Regions from separate parts of the Macaca mulatta genome. Here region 1 is linked to region 2. Evidence: chromatin contacts called from public Hi-C data. All regions are on one chromosome and are shown on one strand. Each heading gives the region's core, a stretch centred on a gene start, on an enhancer-like site or on the middle of the called end of the contact. The rest is flanking DNA. Distances are from core to core; before and after follow the strand shown.

Evidence for each region. A called contact is a pair of places that touch in the nucleus more often than the background predicts.
Region 1: a Hi-C map of fetal cortex germinal zone shows a contact between it and region 2, with 2.3 times the contacts expected there. The contact joins the promoter of ZNF157 here to the promoter of CDK16 in region 2. A contact is called at or near these places in 2 of 14 Hi-C or Micro-C datasets (CD4 T cells and fetal cortex germinal zone).

Annotation. Positions count from the first base shown.
Region 1 is chrX:47,379,078-47,384,179 of T2T-MMU8v2.0, forward strand. ZNF157 (zinc finger protein 157) reads left to right here and starts at 3,187. Exons shown (of 7, transcript XR_013412807.1): 1 at 3,187-3,429. LOC144338583 (a long non-coding RNA gene) reads right to left here and starts at 4,978. Exons shown (of 2, transcript XR_013412823.1): 1 at 4,730-4,978; 2 at 3,205-3,904.
Region 2 is chrX:47,247,480-47,252,253 of T2T-MMU8v2.0, forward strand. CDK16 (cyclin dependent kinase 16) reads left to right here and starts at 2,405. Exons shown (of 17, transcript XM_077988606.1): 1 at 2,405-3,215. The coding sequence starts at 3,163.

The DNA.
Region 1 (5,102 bases), core at 1,937-4,436, 130 kb after region 2:
CCTTTTTCTTTAGAAACACAAAAGAAGCTGGGCGCGGTGGCTCAAGCCTGTAATCCCAGCGCTTTGGGAGGCTGAGGCGGGTGGATCACTTGAGGTTAGCAGTTCGAGACCAGCCTGGCCAACATGATGAAACCCTGTCTCTACTAAAAATACAAAAATTAGCTGAGTGTGGTGGCACACACCTGTAATCCCAGCTACTTGGCACACACCTGTAATCCCAGCTACTCGGGAAGCTGAGGCAGGAGAATCACATGAACCTGGGAGGCAGAGGTTGCAGTGAGCCGAGACCACACACTGCACTCCAGCCTGGGCAACAGAGCAAGACTCTGTCTCAAAAAATGAAAAATGAAAAAAAGAAACAACAACAAAAAAGAAACACGAAAGATAGGCTGTGTGCAGTGTCTCAGGCCTGTAATCCTAGCACTTGAGGTGGGCGAATCCCTTGAGCCCAAGAGTTCAAGACCAGCCAGGGCAACATAGTAATATCTTGTCTTTACAAAAAACGAACAAAGGTAGCTGGGTGATGTGGTGTGTGCCTGTAGTCTGTCAGCTACTTGGAAGGCTGAGGTGGGAGGATCACTTGAGTCCAGGAGGTTGAGGTTGCAGTGAGCTATGATCATGCCACTGCACTTCAGCCTGGGTGACAGAGTGAGACCCTATCTCAGCAAAACAAAAAAAAAAAAAAAAAAAAAAAAAGAGAGAAAAAGAAAAGAAAAAAAAATAAACACTAAACATAGATGTGAAGTTTTGACTTCAGATACCCATTATCTGAAGCTCTGCACCTGGGTCAGAAATCAAGGCTATTTCTCTGTGTCACAGTAGCTTAGATCCTCCAGGGAAGAGTAGGCGGTTTTATTCTTATTGATATTGTTTCAAACAGGAAAATTTCCGATAGTCTATGATTTTAGAGAACAAGGTTTCTCTGCAGGGCTAGGACTAGGGTAAGGTGAGGGAGGCATTTGCCTTAAGTGTAAAATGTAAGGGGGTATTAAAAAAACTCAGTAATCAAGATCAATACCATTTGATTGATTGATTGATTGAGACAGTGTCTCCCTCTGTCCCTCAGGCTGCAGTGCAGTGGTGCAGTCATGGCTTACTGCAGTCTGGACCTCCCAGGCTCAAGAGATCCTCCCACCTCCTCACCTCCTGAGTAGCTGGGACTATAGGCACACGTCACCATGCACAACTAATTTTGCTTATTTTTTGCAGAGATGAGGTCTCACTATGTTGCTCAGGCTCGTCTCAAGTGATCTGCCCACCTCGGCCTTCCCCAAAATTCTGGGATTACAGGCGTGGACTATCGCGCCCAGCCAAGATCAATAACATTTTTTGTTTGTTTGAGATGGAGTCTCGTTCTTTCACCCAGGCTGGAGTGCGGTGATGTGATCTCAGCTAACTGCAACCTCCACCTCCCGGGTTCAAGCTATTCTCGTGTCTCAGACTCCTGAGTCACTGGGATTACAGGCACGCACCACTACGGCCGGTTAATTTTTATATTTTACTAATACAAGAGACAGAGTTTCACCATGTTAGCCAGGTTGGTCTCAAACTCCTGACCTCAGGTGATCCACCCACTTTGGCCTCCCAAAGTATTGGGATTACAGGCCTGAGCCATGGCGCCAGGCTCCTCTTCTCTCTTCTCTTCTCTTCCCTTTCTTTTCTTTTTTAGACAGGGTATCACTCTGTTGACCAGGGTGGAGTGCTGTGTCGTGATCTCTGCTCACTTGCAACCACCACCTCCCAGGTTCAAGCCATCCTCCCACCTCAGCCTCCTGAGTAGCTGAGACTACAGATGCACACCACCACACCCGTTAAGTTTTGTATTTTTGGTAGAGACGGGTTTTGTCATTTTGCTGAGGCTGGTCCTGAACTCCTGACCTCAAGTGATCCTCCTGCGTCCCCTTCCCATAGTGTTGGGATTACAGGCATGAACCACCATACCTGGCCGCGCCTGGCCATTTTCTAAGCATTTTTCTTAAAAAAAAAAAAAATTGAAATGGGGTCTCACTCTGTCACCCAGGCTGGAGTGCAGTGGTGCAATCATAACTCCCTGCAGCCTCTAACTCCTGGGCTGAAGCGATCCTCCCACCTCAGCCTCCTGAGTAGCTAGGACTACAGGTGTGTGCCACCACACCCGGCTAATTTTTGTATTTTTAGTAGAGACGAGTTTCATCATGTTGCCCAGGCTAGTCTTGAACTCTGGATCTCAAGTGATCCGCCCACCTCAGCCTCCCAAAGTGCTGGGATTAGAGGTGTGAACCACCGCGCCTGGGCTTTAAGCATTTTTCTATTGATAATTTGCTAAAAAAAACCATTGGTTGTCCATGGCCCCGCGCGGTGGTTCACGCCTCTAATCCCAGCACTTTGGGAGGCAGAGGCGGGTGGATTACCTGAGGTCGGAAGTTTGAGACCAGCCTGACCAACATGGAGAAACTCCGTCTCTACTAAAAATACAAAATTAGCCGGGCGTGGCGGAGCATGTCTATAATTCCAGCTACTCCGGAGGCTGAGGCAGGAGAATCGCTTGAACCCGGGAGGCGGAGGTTGTGGAGAGCCGAGATCGTGCCATTGCACTCCAGCCTGGGCAACAAGAGTGAAACTCCATCTCAAAAAAAAAAATAAAATAAAAAAATAAAAAAATTTAAAAAAAGGAAAGAAAAACCATTGGTTGTTCATATGAAAGACTATTATTATTATTATTATTATTATTATTCCTAACTACTATCATTGTAGTGGGGCAAGGAGGGTAATGGAGATGGGGGAGTTCAAGTCTTCTCCATGGTAACCGCAGCATATCGGGAGATTGTACACCCTGACTCCTTTCCCCTCTTCTCCAGTGGTATCGCCCACGACGGGCACCTGTGTTAACCTGATTTCTCCCCCTCTTCCCAGTGGTATCGCCAAGGGGGAGATTGTACCACCCTGACTTCTTCCTCTTGCCCAGTGGTGGATCCCTTGAACATCAGAACACGCCCCATCCTCCCTGGGTAGGAGGCGCACCTCTGCTTCTTTAAAATTTGCCCAAACTTATAGAACCGAGTTCCAAAGACCAGCTTCTCCCAGAATCTTGCCCCTAGAAGGATTCTACCCGTGAACGCCCTCTCGCCCCCGCCTTCTGTGGAACAGCCCACTGTACGGAATGGGTGCTAAGATGGCCGCCCCCATGAGACACAACATAGCGCAGCCATATTCCTCGCCTGACAACGCCACTCATGGACCAAGTCTCCGCCGATCCGTAACAGGGCTGTGTTCAGTGAGTAGACTACAACCTCTCAGTTCTACTGATCGTGTGCAAAATCAACAGCCCTAGAAGGTGCAGTGTCGGGGTGAGGACAGGAAACGGAAATCCCCCTCAGAGGCCGTTTAAGCCTTCTTGGCGCGCGACGCTAAATGCAGTGCACGAGGTTTTATGGCGTGATAGTCGCTCAGGTGATTTTGAAGCTTTGTTGGCTTCGGGGGATGATGCGTTGGCAGTTGTGGTGTCAACTGGTGGGGAAATAAAGAACCTAATGAATGGGAATCTATGAGTGTCAGGGATGAGGGCCTCTGGAGTAGTCAGGTTTTAGATTCCCTGCTGTGTCTTGATGTCCAGCCTTAATAGTGTGCGCTTTGGGTTTTTCCTTTATCAGTATTCCCAGAGGTTTGCTAATTTTATTAACCTTTCCAAAAAAAAACAACTTTTGACGTTGTTGCTCCTCTGATCACATATCTCTTCTGATGTACCTTTGTTTTCTATTTCTTTAATTTCTGCTCTTATCTGTACTGTTTTCTCTTTATCTAACTTCTTAAATTGAATGTTAATTCATTAATGCTCAGCCTTTCTTTGTTAAAGAAAATTTTAAGAGCATGCCCTTTTCCTTAAGAATATCTTTAGCTGCAATCAAGAATATGTTGTATACACCGTCTTTTTTTTTTTTTTTTTTGACGGAGTCTCACTCTGTCGCTCAGGGTGGAGGGCAGTGGCGCGATCTCGGCTCACTGCAACCTCCGCCTCCCCGGTTTCCAGCGATTCTCGTGCCTCGGCTTCCTGAGTCGCTGGGATTACTGGCGCGCGCCACCAAGCCCGGTTAATTTTTATATTTTTAGTGGAGATGGGGTTTCGCCATGTTGCCCAGACTGGTCTAGAACTCCTGGATTCAAACGATCCACTCGCCTCGGCCTCCCAAAGTGCTGGGATTACAGGCGTGAGCCACCGCGCCAGGCCGACTATTTTATATTAGTCAAAATTTTTCTCTTTTTGTAATCGTATAGGCCCACCTCCTTAAAATGTTTATTCTGGCCGGGCGCAGTGGCTTACCCCTGTAATCCCAGCACTTTGGAAGGCCGAGGAGGGCGATTGCTTGAGTCCAGGAGGGAACAGCCTGGGCAACACAGGGAGACTGCCGTCTGTACGGAAAAAAAAAAAAAGCTGAGGTGGAAAGATCGCCTGATTGCGAAAGCCTTGATTGCACCACTGCACTCCAGCCTGGATGACAGAGGGAGACCTTGTCTCAAAAAAAAAAAAAAAAACAACAACAACAACAAAGTTACACTTACGTATTTTATATAGTTTTTGCTATCATTATTTATGCAATTTTGTTTCCATTGGCTCGTTGTTATTGTAGAGAGAAACTGTCTGCTTTTGACCAGGCGCGGCGGCTCATGCCTGTAATCCCCGCAGTTTGGGAGGCCGAGGTGGGCAGATCACGAGGTCTGGAGTTCGAGATCAGCCTGACCAACATCGTGAAACCCCGTCTCTACTAAAAATACAAATATTAGCCGGGCATGGTGGCGCTCGCCTGTAATTCCGGCTACTCAGGAGGCTGAGGTAGCAGAATCTCAGAATCGCTTGAACCTGGGAGGTGGAGGTCGCAGGGAGGTGGAGATCGCAGTGAGCCAAGATTGCACTACTGCACTCCAGCCTGGGTGGCAGAGTGAGACTCCATCTCAAAAAAAAAAAAAACAAAAAAAAAAACAAAAGAAGCTATCTGCTTTTATAATTTTACCTTGTATCCAGCCCCTTACATTGTATTATACCCTATGAATTTTAGTAGTCTTTTAGCAGTCTGGTAGGTTTTCTATGTATAAAATAATCTTATTGGCAAGAAAGCTACATTTTCATT
Region 2 (4,774 bases), core at 1,155-3,654:
CATGGCCAGCATGCCTTATGTCCTTAGGGCAGATCCCCTCCCACCTGGCTCAAAGCACTCAGACCCTGGGCAGCCTTTTGTAGTCATGGTTCCCAGCACCAGGAATGCCTGTGGTGCTCTTAGTTCAATTTCCTTGCTGCAGGGGTGTCTTAAACAGCTCTGCTGAATGCCAGTGCCTGCAGGCATACTTTGCAATTTTTATGGAAATATTTGAGAACCTTGGTAGAGGAAAAGCCCCTTGCTTGTCTTACGCTGCCCCCCTCAGCCCCAGGTCTGCCTGTGTGCCCCTTGATCTTCAGCCTCCTACCTTGGAAAAGACAGCTGGCAATGGGGACTGAGGGGTGTTCATCGCTTAGAGCAGGTAGCAGGAGGCCCAACACCAGCCCCACCAGAACTGCAGAGCTACCATGCTCTGTCCTTGGTCTTCGCTGAGCGCTCCAGATGATTGAAAGCACCAGTCTGACCACTGCCACATCTTTGCCTTCCTCTATTGTACTGGCTCTTGGTGCCTGAGGAATCCATTCATACTTTTGTCCCTCAACTAACCAGACAGTAATTTTATCTACCTTACTAGAAACAAGATCCCTCACTCTTCTACTCAAACTTGAGTGTAAGGAATAGCTCAACCTGTTCTGAACTGGCCTGATTGCCATCACAGCCTGTGCCCACATCTGCTGTCTCCTGGGCCAGTAGTTCCTGGTCCTGGGCACAGTATATGCCCTTGCCCACCTCCTTCTGATTATTTTATTTTCTTGGCCTGCTCTGCGTGGGTGACCTCATCCTTCCACAGTTTCTTCTTCCCCAATAGGACATTGAGGACAGAGGCATTTTCCCTTTGGTATCTAGTGGTGATGCTGTCAAGTGGAAAGTTTTTCCCACCACAGGAACTTTCCCATTATTGCTCTAGAGTATCCTAGACACCACACCGCAGTCCACTGGTCATGCTACTACAGCAGCTGAGGCTTGAACACAACTGTTGTCTTCTTTCTCCAGTATGCCAGCTCCTTTGCAGATACTCTGTAGACACCTTGTTCGCTGCACCTCCCCCATTACAGCTCCATTTCTTCCCTACCACAACTCCTGGATCTCCTTGACACCTTATTCGTACCTGACACCCTTCTCCATCAAAACAAGCTTTTGAGTCATGCATGAATCCTGGTTGCATCTTAGTTGTTCTCCCTCCACCTCATTCCATTTTACTCTGCAGTTTGTCTCCCATTACAACACCAGCCAGAGATCAGGGCTCAGCAGGCGGGGGTTGCGTCATTGCACCGAGCCCCCTGCACCCAGCAGCCACAAAGGATAGGGTGGGACAAAGGTTTCTCTTGTCATTGCCTGGAACTATTTGCCCACCTCCTTCTGATCATTTTATTTTCTTGGCCTGCTCTGGCAGGCATTCAACAAACATTTGTTGCGTGCTGTGTGCCAGTCACTTTCTAGGCACGTGAGACAGCACGTGCCTAGAAAGTGAAAACAAAGATCCCTGTCTTCTTGCGGTTTATGTTCTGCTAGCTTGAGACCCAGAACAGACTATAAGCACAGTAAGCAAATTGTACCTTAGAAGTTGATCAATGTTCTTCAAAAGGCGAGGAACAGAGCCCCATCTGGGGATCTGGAATGATGGCAGTGCAGGTAGGAATTTTTAAATAGGAAAGGCTTCATGGAGATGACGTTGAAGCAAGCACCTGGAAGAAGTGAGAGAATGAGGCACGTGGATGTGGGGCAGGAGCATTCCAGGCAAAGGGAACCACAGCAAATGCAAAACCCCTGAGGCTGGATTGTGCCCGTTTCACTCAGAAACGGCTAGAAAGAGCGCTAGTATGGTGGCAGTGAGTCGGGGGAAGAAGAGGAAGAGATGAGGTCAGAGAAGTGATGGACCTATTCTAGGCCAAGGCGAGGACTTTTGTCTTTGTCAAATGTTTCCACTCCCATCATGGCCCGGGAAATCTTCACTAATATAAACCTTACTGAAAATCCTAACTGGTGTGACCAAGGCTGCCATAAAGGGAAGCCCGGAAGAGGCGGGAGGCTGCTTTGGAACAGGGTAGTGTAAGGATGTGCCAGAAGGCCTGCTGGAGGTTGCAGCCCTTTGAGCGGGACTTGGGGATAGTGTGGTTTTCCAGGCAGAAGGAAGTGAGGGATTAGGTCGACCTGTTAGTGCTTGTCACACAACAGGCGCCCAATAAATAAAATGGAAATAAAATCGCGGAGTGTTCTACTTGTGTTGACTGACATCAAAACAAAACAAAAAACCCGCAGAGTGAGGGAAGGCACGGGCGGGGCTGTGGCGGGCAAGAGAGGTGGCAGGAAAATCCAACGCACGGCGCCTATGCAAATACTCGTGTGAGGCAGAAGAGAGGCTCCGCCCGGCTAGAAGTTCCAAGCATGCGCAGTAGCGGCTCCTGCACCTCTAAGGATCCGCCTCTTTCCCCTTTCTCAGCTTCGCTTTCACCCCGGGAGGCCCGCTGTATGAGATGGAGGGCGGGCTAAAGGCGGGACGAGACCCGATTGAGCGCAGTTGTGACCAATCACCTTGCGGAATATTCGGCCTATAGCGAAGGAGAAGCTCAGAACAAAAAGAAGGCCCCACCCCCGCTGACGGAGAAAACCTATGAAACCCGGGCGGAGGCGTGTGGAGTTGGGTAGAAAGCGAAATCACGCCTCTTCAGTCAGCCACGCCCTTTATTCTTGCTCAGCCTCGCCACAGAGAGCAAATCCGATTGGCTGGGCGACAACCTCAAAGGGCGGGGCTGTACACGTTCACTATGGGAATAAGGTAGCGGTTGGGGGGGCAGATGGGCGGGGATAGGCTGTCCTAGGTAAGGTGGTAAAGGCCAATAACTCTTCAGGCTGCCTCTCCTCGAAAAGTCATCTTCTCGCGAACCTTTAAAATGCCTTCCTCCCCAGGCACCTCAAGGGACTAGAACGGAGTGCTTCATTTCTCTTTTTCCTCCTTGCAAAAGTCCCGTTTGCCACCATGGGGATGTACCAAGTGAGACTGAGTAGGGGGAGCGAGTGGTGATGGACGCGCCAGGTTACTGGCCGCTGCTCACCTAGGCGCTAGCAAACTTCTGCCAAGATCGGAACTGAGTACTAAACAGCCTCCACACTTCTCCCTGGTGCCGTCCCCGGCCTGGCGCCGCATCCCCCTGTGGGCTCGCGATGGCCGCGTCCCCTCCCGCTGCGGACGGGTCCTTTGGTACAGGCAGTCCGAGGTGAGTCCCCTCCTTTCTACTTCACCCTTCCGAGCGCCTGCGTGCGCATGCGCGGAGCGCGGCGCGCGCGGCGGTTGGGCCGTTGGCTGTTCGGCCCTGGGATCCGCCGCCACTCCGCGATCAGCCGGCTCTGAGCCGCGAGCCGCCGTGAGCACTCGGATTCGAGCCGGCGCCAACGAGCCCGGGGGCATCGCCCGCAGCGGCCAAGCTCATGGCCGGCTGAGCGGGACGCCGCCTCCGCCTCAGCCACCGCCGCCGCCGCCGCCTCCTCCTCCTCAGCCGGCGGCGGCCCGGGCCCAGCAACCATGGCTGAAGACTACTGGGACGGGCGCCTGCGGCGAACAGGAGGAGAAGGAGGTCGCGCGGCCTCATCCCGGGCCGCCGCCCCAGGCGCCGCCGCGCCGGCCCCGCGGCTCTGAGGTTGCTCGCGCGCCCCCGCCGGTGAGCGCGTCCCCGAGGCGTGGGGGCTGCCCCTCCTCCTTCAGAACCCACCCCGGGCGGTGCCCAGGGGTCTGGGCTGCCGGGCTGGCAGGTGCCCCCACCCCCGGCGAATTTCCCAGAATGCACCGGGGCGGGGGTCATTTGGGGCCTCCCTGACCTTGGCCCCGCCCTGGGCCCGTCCTGGGAGCTGGGGTGGGAAGTGCTGTGGGTGCTAATGGGGAGCAGGGGAAATCAAAGGACCAAAGGGTGTGGAAATGGGTGACAATGGGGTGAAAGACTTGGGGGGTTTGCTAATGGGGGTCGGAGCATGTGGCAGTAAGCCTCATGCCAATAAGCCGTGTAAGGTTCAAGGCCCCGTGTGTGCTTGTGGAAGGAGGGCGGGGTGCGGAGCGGGTGAGGGACCCGAGGGTGTATAACGGGGGATGTCGAGGAAGTTCCAAGACATGCTCATAGGGGTTATGTCCGCGGAGAGGCCCGGTGTGTGTTCATGGGGGACAGGGTGGCACAGGTACCAGAACGTGTGCTGATGGGGTCAGGGCTCTGAGGCCTGGCGTGTGGCAGTGAGGCCCGGGATGCTGTTAATGCTGCGTGTCTGTCCCTGGGGCCTGCGGTGTGTGAGAATGCAGTGTGTGCTTTTGGAGGGCAGGTAGTTAAAGGACTCGAGTGAGGCGTGTCTGCCAGTGAGGGTCATGGCTGTAGAGAGTGTATGCCTGTGGCCTCGAAGGTCTAGGTAGTTTGGGACCCAGTATATGCTAATGAGGGCAGAGTGGAGGAAGATCCTGAGGGTATCTAATGGAGGAAGAACTGTGGAAGACCTGAGCCTGGCCTAAGGGAGATGCAAATTGTGTGTCTGCCTGGGCCCGGGAAGGGGTGGTGGGGAAGGAAGTGTTTTAGCACCGTCAGAGGCTCAGTGGATGAAGAGTCAAGGTGATGTGAGGTGTGAGTGTGTCCATGGACACAGGGAATGAGAGTCTCGAGGGCACACTAGGAAGGAGCAGGGTAATATAAGAAGTTCTGGTGGTTGCTAATGTGGGTTTAGAGCCATAGAGGCTCTTCAATGTGTGCCATTGGGAGAGTCAGCTGTGTAAAGTCTGGAATATGCTAATAAGCATCAGAAC